2 separate regions of the Rattus norvegicus genome follow, and region 1 is linked to region 2. Evidence: chromatin contacts called from public Hi-C data. All regions are on one chromosome and are shown on one strand. Each heading gives the region's core, a stretch centred on a gene start, on an enhancer-like site or on the middle of the called end of the contact. The rest is flanking DNA. Distances are from core to core; before and after follow the strand shown. Region 1 overlaps Cyfip2 (cytoplasmic FMR1 interacting protein 2). Region 2 overlaps Sox30 (SRY-box transcription factor 30).

What was found. Hi-C and Micro-C count contacts between places; a contact is called where the count stands out from the background.
Region 1: a Hi-C map of the A7r5 cell line shows a contact between it and region 2, with 4 times the contacts expected there. The contact joins two enhancer-like sites. A contact is called at or near these places in 11 of 12 Hi-C or Micro-C datasets (the A7r5 cell line, the Rat2 cell line, Schwann cells and 7 more).

Annotation. Positions count from the first base shown.
Region 1 is chr10:31,137,740-31,144,674 of GRCr8, forward strand. All of the region lies in intron 25 of Cyfip2 (cytoplasmic FMR1 interacting protein 2), which reads right to left. LOC134480683 (a long non-coding RNA gene) reads left to right here. Exons shown (of 2, transcript XR_010055338.1): 2 at 1-6,935. Among named protein-coding and RNA genes, the nearest start is that of Fndc9, 25 kb to the right of the region's middle. Within about 2 kb of position 3,027, at least 27 of the 93 cell types and tissues checked have an H3K27ac peak or open chromatin away from gene starts, as enhancers often do. A contact at or near this core is called in the A7r5 cell line, where this site is marked.
Region 2 is chr10:30,946,791-30,953,936 of GRCr8, forward strand. It overlaps Sox30 (SRY-box transcription factor 30), which reads left to right. Exons shown (of 5, transcript NM_001427190.1): 5 at 589-1,625. The coding sequence ends at 970. Among named protein-coding and RNA genes, the nearest start is that of Sox30, 31 kb to the left of the region's middle. Within about 2 kb of position 1,846, at least 1 of the 93 cell types and tissues checked has an H3K27ac peak or open chromatin away from gene starts, as enhancers often do. A contact at or near this core is called in the A7r5 cell line, where this site is marked.

The sequences.
Region 1 (6,935 bases), core at 1,777-4,276, 190 kb after region 2:
GCATTTCTGTTTTTCATCTCACTCCCAGCAATCGCTTATGATTAAATGCCTTGCAGACGATAATTTATCAGTACTCACCTATGTAGGTAAATGCTTGCTACCCCACGTGAATAAATGAAGCCGTCTGTCCACGTGATAGTTATCCGAGCATGAGAAAACTGCCACCCATCCCTCCATTCACCCAACAGATATTTATAAAATACCAGGCACGGTTCTAGGCTAGGCGGACATGATGTCGAACAAGTTAGACTAGATCTGGGCTCTTGTGCCATTTAAATCCCTGTAAAGACTTGTGAACACAAAGAAAATGTCAGATAGTGATCGCTCAAGAGAGGGACCAAGAAGGAGGCAAGAACTAATTTGGGTCACTTAGAAAATTCCCTAGGGAGGAGTAAAAGCTGAACATAGGACAGACATGGAGGAAGGTAGCCACATAGACTCAGGTGAGCGCATTCCAGTGCGAAGGCCGTGGGCGGCCAACAAGCTGGAGTAGAGCCACAATGGGGCTCACAGTATACCCTGCATGACATCATGTGGGGCCCAATGGCATGGGCTGAGTGTAGATTGCGTTCTCCGTAGAGAGGAGATATTTAGCTTATTGCAAGCACACTTGACCCAGTCACCACAGTCAGTCACTCACAGTCTTTCTTTCTTATGAAACATTCTCTTGCCCTTAGGGGTGTTGCTAGAAGGCTGTCCACACCTGAATCATCACCTTCTACTCCGTTCCTGTGGATAGACGATCTTAGGAACAACCCGAGAGCTCAGAGAAAGGAAGAGATGGCTCTAGACGAACAACACAGTAGCTCAAGTTTATTTTACACAGGAAACTTTGACTCTCTGCAGGAGATGAAGCCCTCTCTGCCCAAAGCTTGCAAACTAGAGGCTCAGGGACTCTTGGATGTGGGTACCCTGCCTGCCTGCCTGATTTTTACTTTATAGTGCTGTTTGGCCATGGAGGTTGAGAAGGCGATCGAGGAGCGTCCTTCTGACAGAAAGCAGGAAGGTCCGGGAGGAGGAACTAAGTGTCCATTTGTATGAGGAGGTGGCTACACACCTTGTGTGGGAGAGACTTGCTTGCTGTTCATTAGCTGAGATCATTGCCACAGATACAAACAGCCAGTGGGCAGACAAAGGCCTGTGTGAAGGGCAGAACAAGCTTCCATTGTGGAGGCTGGGCTGACGGCTGGCTTCCCTCTCCTCTCATCAGTATCTCAAAGTATCTATCAGGAGCCTAGCAGGCCGCTCCCCACTGGACAAGGTCCTTTCCTGGCCTGTGAATTCCACCCAACACTGGTCTTAACACATGTCCCTGGCTCTGTGTCCACCACGGAAGCTTTTTCTCTTCTCCAGCATGCTCTTGAACCCACCTCTCTCCTCAGTTCAGGGAGTTCCCTTTTTCTAGCTTTCAATTCCAACACCACCCCCTGAAGGATACTTCTCGAAGGCCCTTGATCCCCTTACCCACTGTGGCATTAAGTGTCCTTTAAGAATCATATTTGTGGGGTTGGGGATTTAGCTCAGCGCAAGGCCCTGGGTTCAGTCCCCCGCTCCGAAAAAAAGAAAAAAAAATCATGTTTGTTCCCCTTTCCAAATTTGAGCTCAGTCTGTGTTTTATACAGCACATGGTGATTGAATACGTACCTCTCACTGTAATCCAACCTCCCTAAAGTACAGACAACCTTCCTGTACAGGTTGGTCTGCCTTTTTTGCTACCCCACCAAAACAGGAGCACAGTGTTGGTTATATAACACGTGATCACTAATCACACAATAAAAGCTGAATGTTGGGGGCTGGGATGTAGTTTAGGTGATGGCGGGCTTGTCTCCAACCTAGTGAGTGGGAGGTGGAGGCAGGAGGATCAGGAGTTGAAGGCCCTCCCTGGCTACATGCCAATGTGGACTGCAGGAAACCCTGTCTTCACTTTTTTTTTTTTTAAGTTAGGTGTGTAGGCATGTGAGGGATAAGAGACACATTCGAATCTCTCTCGAGTTTGGGAGTTTGGGTCTTCCTATGCAAGCCTGGAAGTTTCTCTCCATGACTGATGGAAATAAGTTCTTTTCAACCTGAACTATGAAATATTTTTAACAAATGCCTCATTTAGTAAATTTTCAGGTTTTTTTTCTACCCTGTATGTATATAATAACTATATTTTCTTCATCAACCGCGTGTAACTCTGAAAACTAAATTTACAGGAAAAGACAACGGAAACAACTAACGTGGAATTTTAAAATCAAAAGCCTCCGGTATCTGTGAGCAGCCGACAGCCAGGAGTGCTGTTCGCGTAGGTGTGCTGATAACAGCATTTGGTTTTGTTTTAGGCCACACGCGGGGCACGTCACAGACACAGAACAAAAATATAAATATTATTAAAAAAAAAAAAACCCACTGCTGTGATAACACAAGGGCACAGGCCTCAGGAGTGGGAGGTGGTGACACTTGTTGCTGTTTCATAAGTGTGACTGTGCAACTGTTATGAATCATAATACAAATATATGTTTCAGGCAGCCCCTGTGAAGGGGTCTTTTGACCCCCAAAGGGCCCATGGTCTGAGAACCACTGCTCTAGGAGCTTCCAAGCCCCTCCAGTATCTGCCATATATATATATTTTTTTTTCCAAGACTAGAAAACTGCTCCATTTATTCAGGTCTCACACTAAGCTGCAGAATGAACTCACCAGCCGTAGTCCGTGCTTCCGACGCAAGGCTAATCAATGACCCTGCGAACACTGACTAGGGACCATTGTATGTCTTGTACAGAGGTTCAATACCATCCAGGAGATGAAAAATACAGTACCACACACTGAGCGCTAGGACGGAGTCTGGGCAGAGGGGATTTAAGCCTTTCACCCACTCAGCAGTAGGACAGAGTATGCTCCAGGCTCTGCAGGGTGCTGGAGGAGTAGTGAGTGGGGCAGACCTGACACACGGTCCTTCTAAGAACAGAGGAGGACACAAGCCAAGTGGGAATTCTGTACGTGCGTCAGTTGGGGTGCATATAAGGGCATAGCAATCTGCAGCCATGTTACTGTGGCCACTGAGGTCAGGACAGTTCAAACCAGTAGTGAATCACAGAATTTAGTCACTGTGCTAGCAGGTTCCTGGAGGAGATGCATGCGTGTTATGGTGACGGTGACATGAAGCCAGTGACTCTCAAGGACAGTAGGATCTGGCCCTGCGCTGACGCAGACCTGTAGAGAATGAGCCTCAGTTTATCTAGCCATCTTCACCTGCAGACGTAGCCATGTGGCTAGACCTCGGAGCAGAGGGAGGCGATGGGAGGGCTGGTGGAGGGCCTGTGGGTCAGGGCTGAGTTTGAATTTTCAGTACGATGAAGTTTTAAGGCAGAGCAATACAACTGAACTGGACTTGTTTAAAGATTCTTTTGATGTTCCCTGGAGAAACTGGCTGTGTCGTTTTGTGGCCTACCACTCTACCTACCCACCACCCAAATCAACCACCACCGCCTTCTCATTCTTTCCTGTGTCTCAGGTAGTTAAGGCTGGCCTTGAACTCAATACCTAACCAAAGATACCCTTGAACTCTGAATTCTTTTGCTGCAGCTCTCCAGGTGCTGGGGTGACAGGTGTGTGCTGCTACACCTGGCTCCATAAAGCTTCCTTTTAGCATGCTCCTGCCTCAGCTCTGCCATGAAAAAGGCGTGGCCGTCAGAGGAGTTATGTGTAAGTATTTCCCCATATTGAGCACAATGAGAAAGGATTTGGTTTGTTTGTTTGTCTGTTTGTTTTCCCATAAAAGTCCCCAAAATGGAAGGCAAGTCATCTAGCTGTGACCTGGAACTCCCTGTAGGTCCCAGATGGCCTCTTTCTAATCTGGATTGAACAACTCTGCAGTCCGTTAGGATTTTCTTGCTCTTGACTTACACTTTTTCTTACACTTTTCTTACACTTCCTGGTAAAGAATCAGATAGCTAGGGCAGAGTTCAGTATTAGCAGAGGCTTGAGTTTTACAAACGAGACAGAAGTGGCTCAGAGGTACATGCTACCAAAGAGAACCTCCCATGTAATGGAGGTGGCTGGAAGAAACACAAGTTTTCATCACTTCCGCCTGTGTCTTCCTGCTGTGTTTTAATTGATATAACCACCCACGGCCTCTTTTCCTGACTTTTTTGATTCCTGGTTGGTTTTTCTTTCCCCTCCTCCATTGCTGCAGGATGACTAGCCTTAGACCTTCCCTGGAAAGTCAGGGATAGTCTGTCACCGTGCTTGTCACTGTTCTGAATCACAGACGAAAGCCAGGCCCCACTGCTGTGCAAATTACCTTCAACACCAAGCACCGAGATCAGCTAAGGGTAAAGACTTCTCACCAGCACAGGAAGTGTCATCAAAGTCTCATCTGTTCATAAAATATTTTTATAGCTTTTGAACCATGATGAATTAAAAAGTTCTTTTGTGTGCATGTGTGCTTGTGTATGTGACAGTGCATATGTAGAGGTCAGAGTGCAATCATGTGTGTGTGTGTGTGTGTGTGTGTGTGTTCATGTGATGATGGTGCATGTGCAGAGGTCAGAATATAATCGTGTGTATGTAAGAGTGTGTGTGAGTGTGTGTGTGTTCATGTATATGAGGGTGCAGGTATGGTGCCTTAGATGTTGGTCCTCACTTTCTAGCCTTAGACCCTGGTTCTTACTGAATGCTGTGCACTCCAGGCTGGCCAGTCCTGTGACTTTCTGGGGATCCTGCCGTCTCCACCTCCCATCTTGTCAAAGGACCATCGATCGGTGTTACTGATGTGTGCTTCTGGGGATCTGAACTCAGGTCTTCATAGTTGTCCCACTTCTACCTTACCCTCGGACCCACCTCCCCAGTCCTCAGGATGAGTTTTCTAAAGCGAGAAACTACAAAGAGAAATGCTTAAGCCAGGACGGGTGCCAAAGCCAGTAATGCAGAGTGGGGAAGGCGTGAGGGGAGTCTGAGGCCCGCCCTGCGTATACAGGAAGACGCCCGTCTCAGAAGAGAAAGCATCGGTGTCGCCTCAGCTGGGGACCGGGGCGTGATCATTCTACTTCTCCAGAAGGTGCTCAGGGTGTCACTGAGGAGTAGAATTGCTCTTGGTGACCACCTGCACAGACCCAGTGTCACAGCACTGTGCATCGCTCCTGCGACGCCCGCTAACACACTGGTGAGGGAGGCCTAGAGAGCTAACAGGGCCCAGGCCTCCTGTACAACTATTTGTTGTCAGCAGAATTAAGTAAAAGTGAACAGGCGTTTGGTGTCAGGATCCCAAACTGATTTATTGTAAGGAACCCACATCAAAAGTCTTCAAAGCATCCGAAGGTTAATTTTGCGCGGTTTTCTGCTTTAATGTTTTCTTTCCCTATTATACTTCATTTAAAATCGAGGGGCCGGAAGGACTTCCATCAAACGCCAAAACCCAGGATGTTGGCAATTTGCTGAGCCTTTGAGGCCGAGGACATGGCTTCTCTTGGCTAAAGGGAATTACCAAGATTCGCCGTGCTTACATTGAAAAAGTCCATGTGATTGTAATGAGGTCAGATTTATGTGGAAAACGGCATTTGACTCTATTAAGCTCTCCTCTTGGGTTAAAAAAAAATGACCATTTTTCAGCTGACTTCCCAGAGAGAATCATGAGGCCAATCTCAAAAGAGTGTTTTCTTAAGCAACATCTGGCTTCGAGTCTTAAGGCAATAAAAAGGCAAATTCCATTCATGTATTAGGTGGCTGTCTCTGTCGAGGATGCCTGAAGAACTGACTTACAAATGAAGCAAAGCGCCTCCCGCTACCCCCATCTGGACTCTGGCTTTCTGGTATGAAGGGGGCTCGGGGCCAGGCCTAGCCAGCAAGCAAGAGCTCTAAACATTCCCTTATATGGGCACATATGTTGTTAGTGTGTTTCCTGTGGAACAGGCCAGAAATCAGGCTTCCCACACCCACCACGACCCTCTGCATGGAAAGTATGAACAGTGGTTTGCCTCCTCATCTGGGTCTCTCTTGGCGGATAAAAGTCCACCCAGGACTCACCGTGTTCTTCCTGCTGCACGGGCTTCTGGGTCCCAGCAGCTCTCTGCAGTGCAAACCTGCATTTTGTGTGTCTCCTTGCCAGGGTAGGTTGCAAAGTGCAGGGCAGGCTGTTTTCTCCCCCTCCACCTCTTCTGAGTAATGGCATAGGTGACTCTCGCCTCTTACCCTCCCCCCATACGCTCGGCTGTCAAGGGAATAATAGAATTATCATCCTGGTTCAGATTTATATCTGATCAACAGAGAAAGACCTGTAGTCAAGACACTGTGGCCCGCAAAGCAACGTTCCCTTTGCTAACAGCAGCAGCATTTTCCCTCCTGACAACCTGCGGGGTGAAGTCTTCAATCGGAGCCAGCCCGTGTCGAGACACCAGCCCTCCGGATAATATCCATTTAAGTGTGCAAACATTTCCTTTTTTTTTTTTTTTTGGTTCTTTTTTTCGGAGCTTGGGACCGAACCCAGGGCCTTGCGCTTCCTAGGTAAGCGCTCTACCACTGAGCTAAATCCCCAGCCCCCAAACATTTCCTTTTAAGGGAGACATAACTGTTTGCTGCGATGCCCTGAAGGATGGAGGGTGTAAAGTAGAAGGTGGAAACCCTCTTCCCTCTCATTGCTGTCTCCACCACCCTCACAGATGCCATCCACCTTCTGCGCTTGGCTCAGCAGACTTTTAAAGCTAACACAACGACCAGTTTTATAGGAGAAAGGCTGGCATACAAGCCTCTGGAAAAATATCCTTCAGGAAGTGAGCAGTGGCTATCTTAACACAACAGTGTGATCCTTGTTCAGTTTCTGCTTATCTGCGTTTCTCCGACTGGGGATTGACTTCAGTCGCCAGAGGAGGTAAAACAGAGAGGAATGAGAATGTGCAGAAGCAGGAGGTCACCCGTGGGGCTGGCTCACTCAGCTGCAGGATGCAAAGCCTTTAGCCACCCA
Region 2 (7,146 bases), core at 596-3,095:
AGATTAATAGCTTTGCCTTTCAAAAGTCAGTTGTAAAACTACAGAAGTTTTTTCTCAAAGTCTTGCTCCATGGTGCTTTTTGTTTGTTTGCAAAATCCCTTTGAAAGCCTAGTGTGGCATCAGTTCTAATACCTGCTAGTACTGAGAATATTCTGTGTGGTTTGTTACTGTGTCCCTTGTAAAATCAAGCTGGAGGTTTCTGTTCCAGACCTTTGTATTGAGCGGCCCTTCCCTTTCAGCCATTTACAGTTTACACGTTAGCCTGCCCTTTTCATTGTCACATAATTGTATTTCCATTTCCAACACTCCGTATGCTGTGAGATGGTACAGAGGCCAGGGTGGGACTGTCTTGGTCCTGGTCATCAAAGGTAAGGCGCTGGAAACCAGGAAGCAGTGATCCTGTTGGGGGTGGGCGGTGGCCATCCAAACTGCCTTTGCTGTTTTGGGTGGGGATCGATAGGCAGTGGGAAGATGTCAAAGAAATGCTTTCTAAGCCCTAAAGAGAATGCAGTTAACTCATAATCTGTGAGCCCGCACTGTGGGCAAGATCTGATGTAATTTCTGTTTGTGTTTGTTTTTCTGTCACAGCACGTGCCCTTATAGTCGGCCTCCTTTTGGCTATGGAAATTTTCCCAGTTCAATGCCAGAATGTCTTGGTTATTATGAAGACAGGTACCAAAAACATGAGGCTATATTTTCAGCTTTAAATAGAGACTATCCTTTCAGAGACTATCCAGACGAGCACACACACAGTGAAGATTCTCGGAGCTGTGAGAGCATGGATGGGCCTCCTTACTACAACAGTCATGGCCACAGTGGGGAAGAGTATTTGAATCCCATGCCTCCGCTGGACATTGGAGCCTTGGAGAATGTCTTCACAGCCCCAGCATCAGCTCCCTCTGGTGTCCAGCAAGTCAATGTCACTGACAGCGATGAGGAGGAAGAAGAAAAAGTGCTCAGGAATTTATAGTTTAAAACAAATTTGCGCAGAAAATAAACATTTCTTAAAATATAATCTGGGTCAGTTGGTGTGAGAAAAAAAAGCCTAGAATGCTTTGCTGAGCGTTTTCAGCCATGATCTGAGGAGTCAGAACCAAGTGCCATTCATGTCTTCCTAAGTTCTCCTTAGTGACCCTGGACTCCCGGATGCCTCAGCGTAGGGATCTTAAAATCTAAAGTAGTTACTATCGTGGCTGAAATTTGCACCAACATGTGATAGCATTCCTTTATCTTGGAAAATTCGAAATACTGAAAGCCCCCGCGGCGTGGAGGACATATGTGAGTATCTATCTGCACAGCAAGTGTGATTAGCATTTTATCTCAGGGTACATTATTTTATTTTTCTGAAAAATTTTTGGTGTTTATATATTTATGGATGTTGTCAGTTTTTATGTAACATTTTGAAAATATTTTTGATAACTTGTAGACATGGACTAGAACTCAGTTGCTAAATTTAATTTACACTAATAACCAATTATAAGTTAAAATGTATTTTAATGACACCTGGGCAGTTCTTTCAGATATAGTCATTTCTGTTACTGAACATTTTGTCATCATTTTAACTCTTTCCCATTTGGTATGCATTGTTATATTGTTGTTGTAACTAAATAAACAGATGAAAATGCTCTCGTTAAATGTTTTCTGTTGAGAGGAGGGAGATGAGCGCTGGCTGGGGTGGTAGCTTCCATGCCACTTGCAGATACTTATCAGCCACCAGCAGAGTGGTGCAGAGCCCTGGTGATTCGTGTATCAATTACGTGTGTCATTGCTGCAACAAAATACCTAAGAAAAGCAACTCAAGGAAGGATTTATTTTGCCTCATGGTTTGACGGTGCAGTGCATCATGGGGGAATGCATGACGTTAGGACCATGAGGTGGCTGGCCACATTCCAGCTGTGCTCAGGAAGCAGCAGATGAATAGTGGTGTTAAGCTTGCTTCCTCTTTGTAAGTTGAAAACCCCAGCCCATGGATGATGCTATCCACATTTAGAGTGTGCCATCCCTTCTCAGTTAACCTGATACACAAAATTCCTCAGACATGCCAGAAATATGTCTTCCATGTGATTCTAGATCCTGTCAGGTAAACAACCAGTGTAAGCCATCACAGTTTGCAAGAGATTTGAAATTGTACCATAAAAGATGTGTATGTATATTCTAATGTTGTTATGCAAGTCTGCATATGATTTAAATAATCCTCAAAGGGGTTATTGGGTTCATCGGAAACCATGGAATTTACTTAAAATTCTAGACACTTGTACACTTAACTCACAGTGAAAACCAACGAAAATGCCATTTGTTTTGTCACAACTTGGCAAGCATCCATCTGCAAATGAAGTAGACCCCTTCGGAGTAGAGTAAGATGGCCGGAGCTAAGATCATTTTAAAAGATATCTACAAGGAAGAAAGTGAATTGGTGGGAAATTGCCACAAATCAGGACACTTCACTCAGGCACCTGTGTAAATTGTATAAACAGAAGTCTTCTTACTTCAACTTTATAAATGTGAACTTCCAGTGGCTGGATGTTAGAGGTGAGATTTTTTGAAAGAAGCCCGTGTTGTCGCTGTCTCATAGTTAATGGCAAAGTATTACTGCAAAGCTGTTGGGGAAAATGTTTGTTTCCTGAGGTAAACCTCTGAACATTTTTTAAGACTCAAGAGTATGTCCAGGAAAACTTGCTTTAGAACTTCAGATCGACTGGGAACCATAATCATCCCATAATGGAACAGAGTGGGGTTCAGGGTGTATCATTCAATGCTGGAATCCTGCAGCCTTGCTACTAAACTAAAAATTACTGTCGGTGATGTGTTTCAGCACCCTTAAGTTGTGGATAGAATGTTTTCACGTCTATAATTTTTTTCAGGTTTGATACTCTTGTGTGTGTGTGCACCCATGAATGCAGGCCTGGAGGCCAGAGGATGGCATGGTTATCTTTTTCAATCATGTCTCACTGAGCCCAGAGCCCACTGTCTCCATCTTACCTAGTTCTGGTTTACAGATGTGCACCCCTGCACCTAGCTTTTACATACGTACTGAGAATATGAACTCAGGTCCTCAAGTTTGCAGAGCAAGCAGCTTCCCCCACTGAACCATCTCTCCAGCTTTGATATTCTTTAATTGCTTACCACAGGTAATTTTGATGTAAAGAACAAATCCAGAATTCCTTGGATGATAAAAATATGTCATTTTATGTGTGAACTAAAGGAACATTATTATATAACTACCTATTAAACAGTTAATGTCTCAGAGAAATGTATACAACAGCTTGACCTGTTTTTTTTTTGTTTTGTTTTGTTTTTTTTTTGTTTTGTTTTTTTGGTTCTTTTTTTTCCGGAGCTGGGGACCGAACCCAGGGCCTTGCGCTTCCTAGGTAAGCGCTCTACCACTGAGCTAAATCCCCAGCCCCCAGCTTGACCTGTTTTATCCCATCTCACTTAAAAGGCTTTCATCATAGACCTTATCTTGCAGACAGATTGGTTGAGGAAATCACGGTGTAAAACAACAGAAAGGTAAAGTTCATAGTTAACTATCCAAATCACCTGTTTCCAGGGTAGCCTTTCACTTCTGATTTCTTCCACAGTTGTGTTTTAAAAGAATTATTATTCAGTGGTGATATGTTTGTGTGTGTGCCATTGTGAGCCATGGCAGTGGAAACCATGAGAGGGCATAGGATCTTATGGAGCTGGAGTCATAAGAGGTTGTGAGCCATCCAACATAGGGGCTAGGAACCGAGCTTGGGTCCTCTGGAAGAGCAGAAAATGCCTTTAACCACTGCCTCATCTACAGTAGCTAGGCAGTAGGTAGGATTAAGCAATCTCTTGATAACCTCTTCTCCATGCTGGCATCAGAGGTCAGGAGTTCAGGTTGTTTATAGAAAGAACCACAGTGTAAATTGGATTAGAAACCTGTGTATTACTTAGGCAAGACCAACCTCAGATAATCATGCAAGCCCACAAAGTACTCACACCTGTTCCCTTACAAGTTTCAAACCAAAGAATGACTAGAGAGGTCAGCAGATTAAACAGACACACCTACCCCCAAGGGTATCAGTTTATCACTAGTGAGGGAAATCCCAGTGTTCAGAGCCACACAAGCGGTTCCTGACTGACCGCCTCACTGTCTTGTTTGTTCTTGTTAAGGTGGATTTTGTTGGATTTGTTATGCTTCAGACGTCACTCAAAGTGTTTAGGACTCTAGACTTAAGTGCAGTATTTGAAAATTAAAAACCCTTTGTACTGCAAGGAGATAGGAATGGTGCCTTCCTGAGAAGCCAAGTTAGAAAGGAGAGAGGGATTTCCTCAGGGTGCGCTAATTAGACCCCAGCACTTCAGATGTTCTGGCTAAATTTGATCAGACAACTTTGGAAGCTGGTGTCATGAACCACTTGAAAGATAGTCCTCATAATGTCACCTTAGGGTTCCACACTTACTGCTTGAGATGCCTCTTTTGTTTTAACAATGTCTACTGACATCACCCAGTAAATACTTTGGAAAATGCTGGTAAGTGACTACTGGTGGTGAATTTCACACATGGATTCCAGCAATACTTACCTTAAGTGCTTGGCTAAACAAAAGCAGCTTCTGACCAAATTTTTTAAAAATTCTATCTAACAGTCTTCAAATATTAAAGAATTAAAACTTGTAATTATTGTAATTCACTGCCAGCTATTAAACAGGGTTTTTAATGAACAATGACAGTGTATCCAAGAATTTATGCAGGCAGATGTGGTTTTAACTGTCAATCAGCTGTCAGGAGAGTTCTGCCTGAGGGAAAACATTTGACATGTTTAAGAAAAATGTATTAGGGGAAGTTCACTGTACCAAGTGAAAGATTTCTTAAGGACATTTCTTTTCTTTTCTTTTTTTTTTTTTTTTTTTTGGTTCTTTTTTTCAGAGCTGGGGACCGAACCCAGGGCCTTGCGCTTCCTAGGCAAGCGCTCTACCACTGAGCTACATCCCCAACCCCTCTTAAGGACATTTCTGCCTGCTTTGACCATATTCACACTCCACTTTCCTCAGTTTCTCCATTAATCTCCTGTCTCTTCCCTGAAAGTCCCCTTTTAATTTCATGCTTGCTCCCCATCAACCTGTGTGTGTGTGTGTGTGTGCGTGCGCGCGCTCGAGTGCGCATGATAAAATCTAGGTTCTACACATGACAGGAAATGTGACATTTGTCTCTGAATCTGGCTTATTTTGCTTCGTACAGTATCTCCCCATCCATCTACCTTCCTTCCGATGACATACTTTCATTAGTCTTTACATCTGAATAAAACTTTATTGTTGTGTTATGAGACAGCTCTGTGGTCTGATGGCTTGCCTTGAAGCCTAAAACTCTTGAGTTCTAGCCCCAGGTCCCATGTGGTAGTGGACACCTGGTCAGAATCTCTACCCTCACCTCTTGTGACTCAAGCAGCTGCAAACCCTGACCCTCTCTCTAGGAGCCTCTGAGAGCACAAAGTCACCCCAGGTCTCTGTCAAAAGGACTACTGTTCCTTAGGTGCACAGAATTAGTCTCCATCTGAGCGCAGAATCTTTGTAGTGCTAATCTGCTGTGTTTTTATTTTCGTCTTTTGTTTTTGTTTTTTGGGACAGGGTTTCTCCTTGTGGCCCTGTCTGTCCTGAAACTCACTCTATAGACCAGGCTGGCCTTGGACTTAAAGATCCACCTGACTCTGCCTCCCGAGTGCTCCGGTTAAAGGTGTATGCCACGCCACCACCTGGCTGGATTACATTTTTGATAAGCTTATAGCAGTTCTTACACCTTCCATTGGCACTGGACCATTTGAACGTCTTCAAGTTTGTTTTTACAAACCATCTAACCACATCAAAGGTCCTCTTCAGAAGATAGGAAAAAGGCTGCGCTCTACCAACTCTATGATGAAATCTCCAGGCAATCTCTTATTCTGACAAATGAAAAGGAGGATTTTCTCTGTGCTGGGATGTGAGGTTGGAATGGCTGACAGGAGAGCTGAGTAGCTGGGGCAGATACAGTTGCCTCAGGTACAGTTTGGACTACAACATGAAGGGTGGTGAGCAGATCTCATGGGAAACCAGCCTAGTCCGTCCTGGACCATGCTTTGTCCCAGCTCTGCCTAATCCCAGCTCAGTCCTCAGGTCTCAGTTTACACATCCCAGCTGTCACCAGTGACTGCAGTCCTTTCCCCTTTTGGTAACAGAACCCTACAATTCAATCGTATGTGACCATGCTGGAAAAAAAAATGTTGTTTCCGTTCTCGAAGTAGGGTGTGGTCAAGTAGTGGAGTTCTGGACTCCTGAGATACCAAGGGATAGTCCCAAAATATGTTTAAAGGGAGGTTCCATACTTCTCTTTGCCACTGTGACCTTCCTACCGGAATCAGGTAGTGATGGCTGGCATCTCGGCAACCATCTTGGACTGCATAGGCCTCATTCTGAAAGTGTGAGCACCACATCTGAACTGGGTGGATTGTTAACACTGTATGAAAGCAAAAGAAACATCCAGCCACACTAATCTGCAATGATTTGGGTTTCTCTGTCACGTGAAGCTGGACCAGACTCTTCCCAATACAGGCTTTTGTCCTCCAGAATGCATGCAAAAGCCCTCACAGCCTGAGCCCAGTTCCTGCTTTGTGTTGTACACAAGGCAGGTGTGTACATCTCCCTCTAGAGTCGAAGCTCTTTTGGGATCAACCAAGACCAGTGCTCTATTCTACAGACCAGAAAGACGTGTGTACTGGCGAGCAGGACAACGGGTGCAGCCTTGCATTCTTAGCCTCACAGGCAGTGAAATTCACGGGGCAGCAGAGAAGTAGTGCTCCCCAGGTCTGCCCTAAGTAGTACCTAGGCGTCTCTAAGAGTAACATCCTGTTTCTCCAGGGTCTGAATATTAAAGGCCAAGTCCTGAAAAGCTACATCTTGTCAAGGCTCCCCAGCTGATCGTAACGCCCACTAGGAAACAATTGACAAATGGTGTTCGGAAACTTCTGGATAACACCAGCCAAATGTCCACTCTCCTTCCCTGCCTATGCCACTTTTAAGGACCAACACTTCAGTGCCTTTCCACACATAAGCTCAAGGAAATCGCCCAACTGAGAATTGCTCCCAACAACGTAGAGGCAGAGGAAGGAAAACAGCAGGTTCAAAATCCTCCCAGGATGATTCCTACACTGA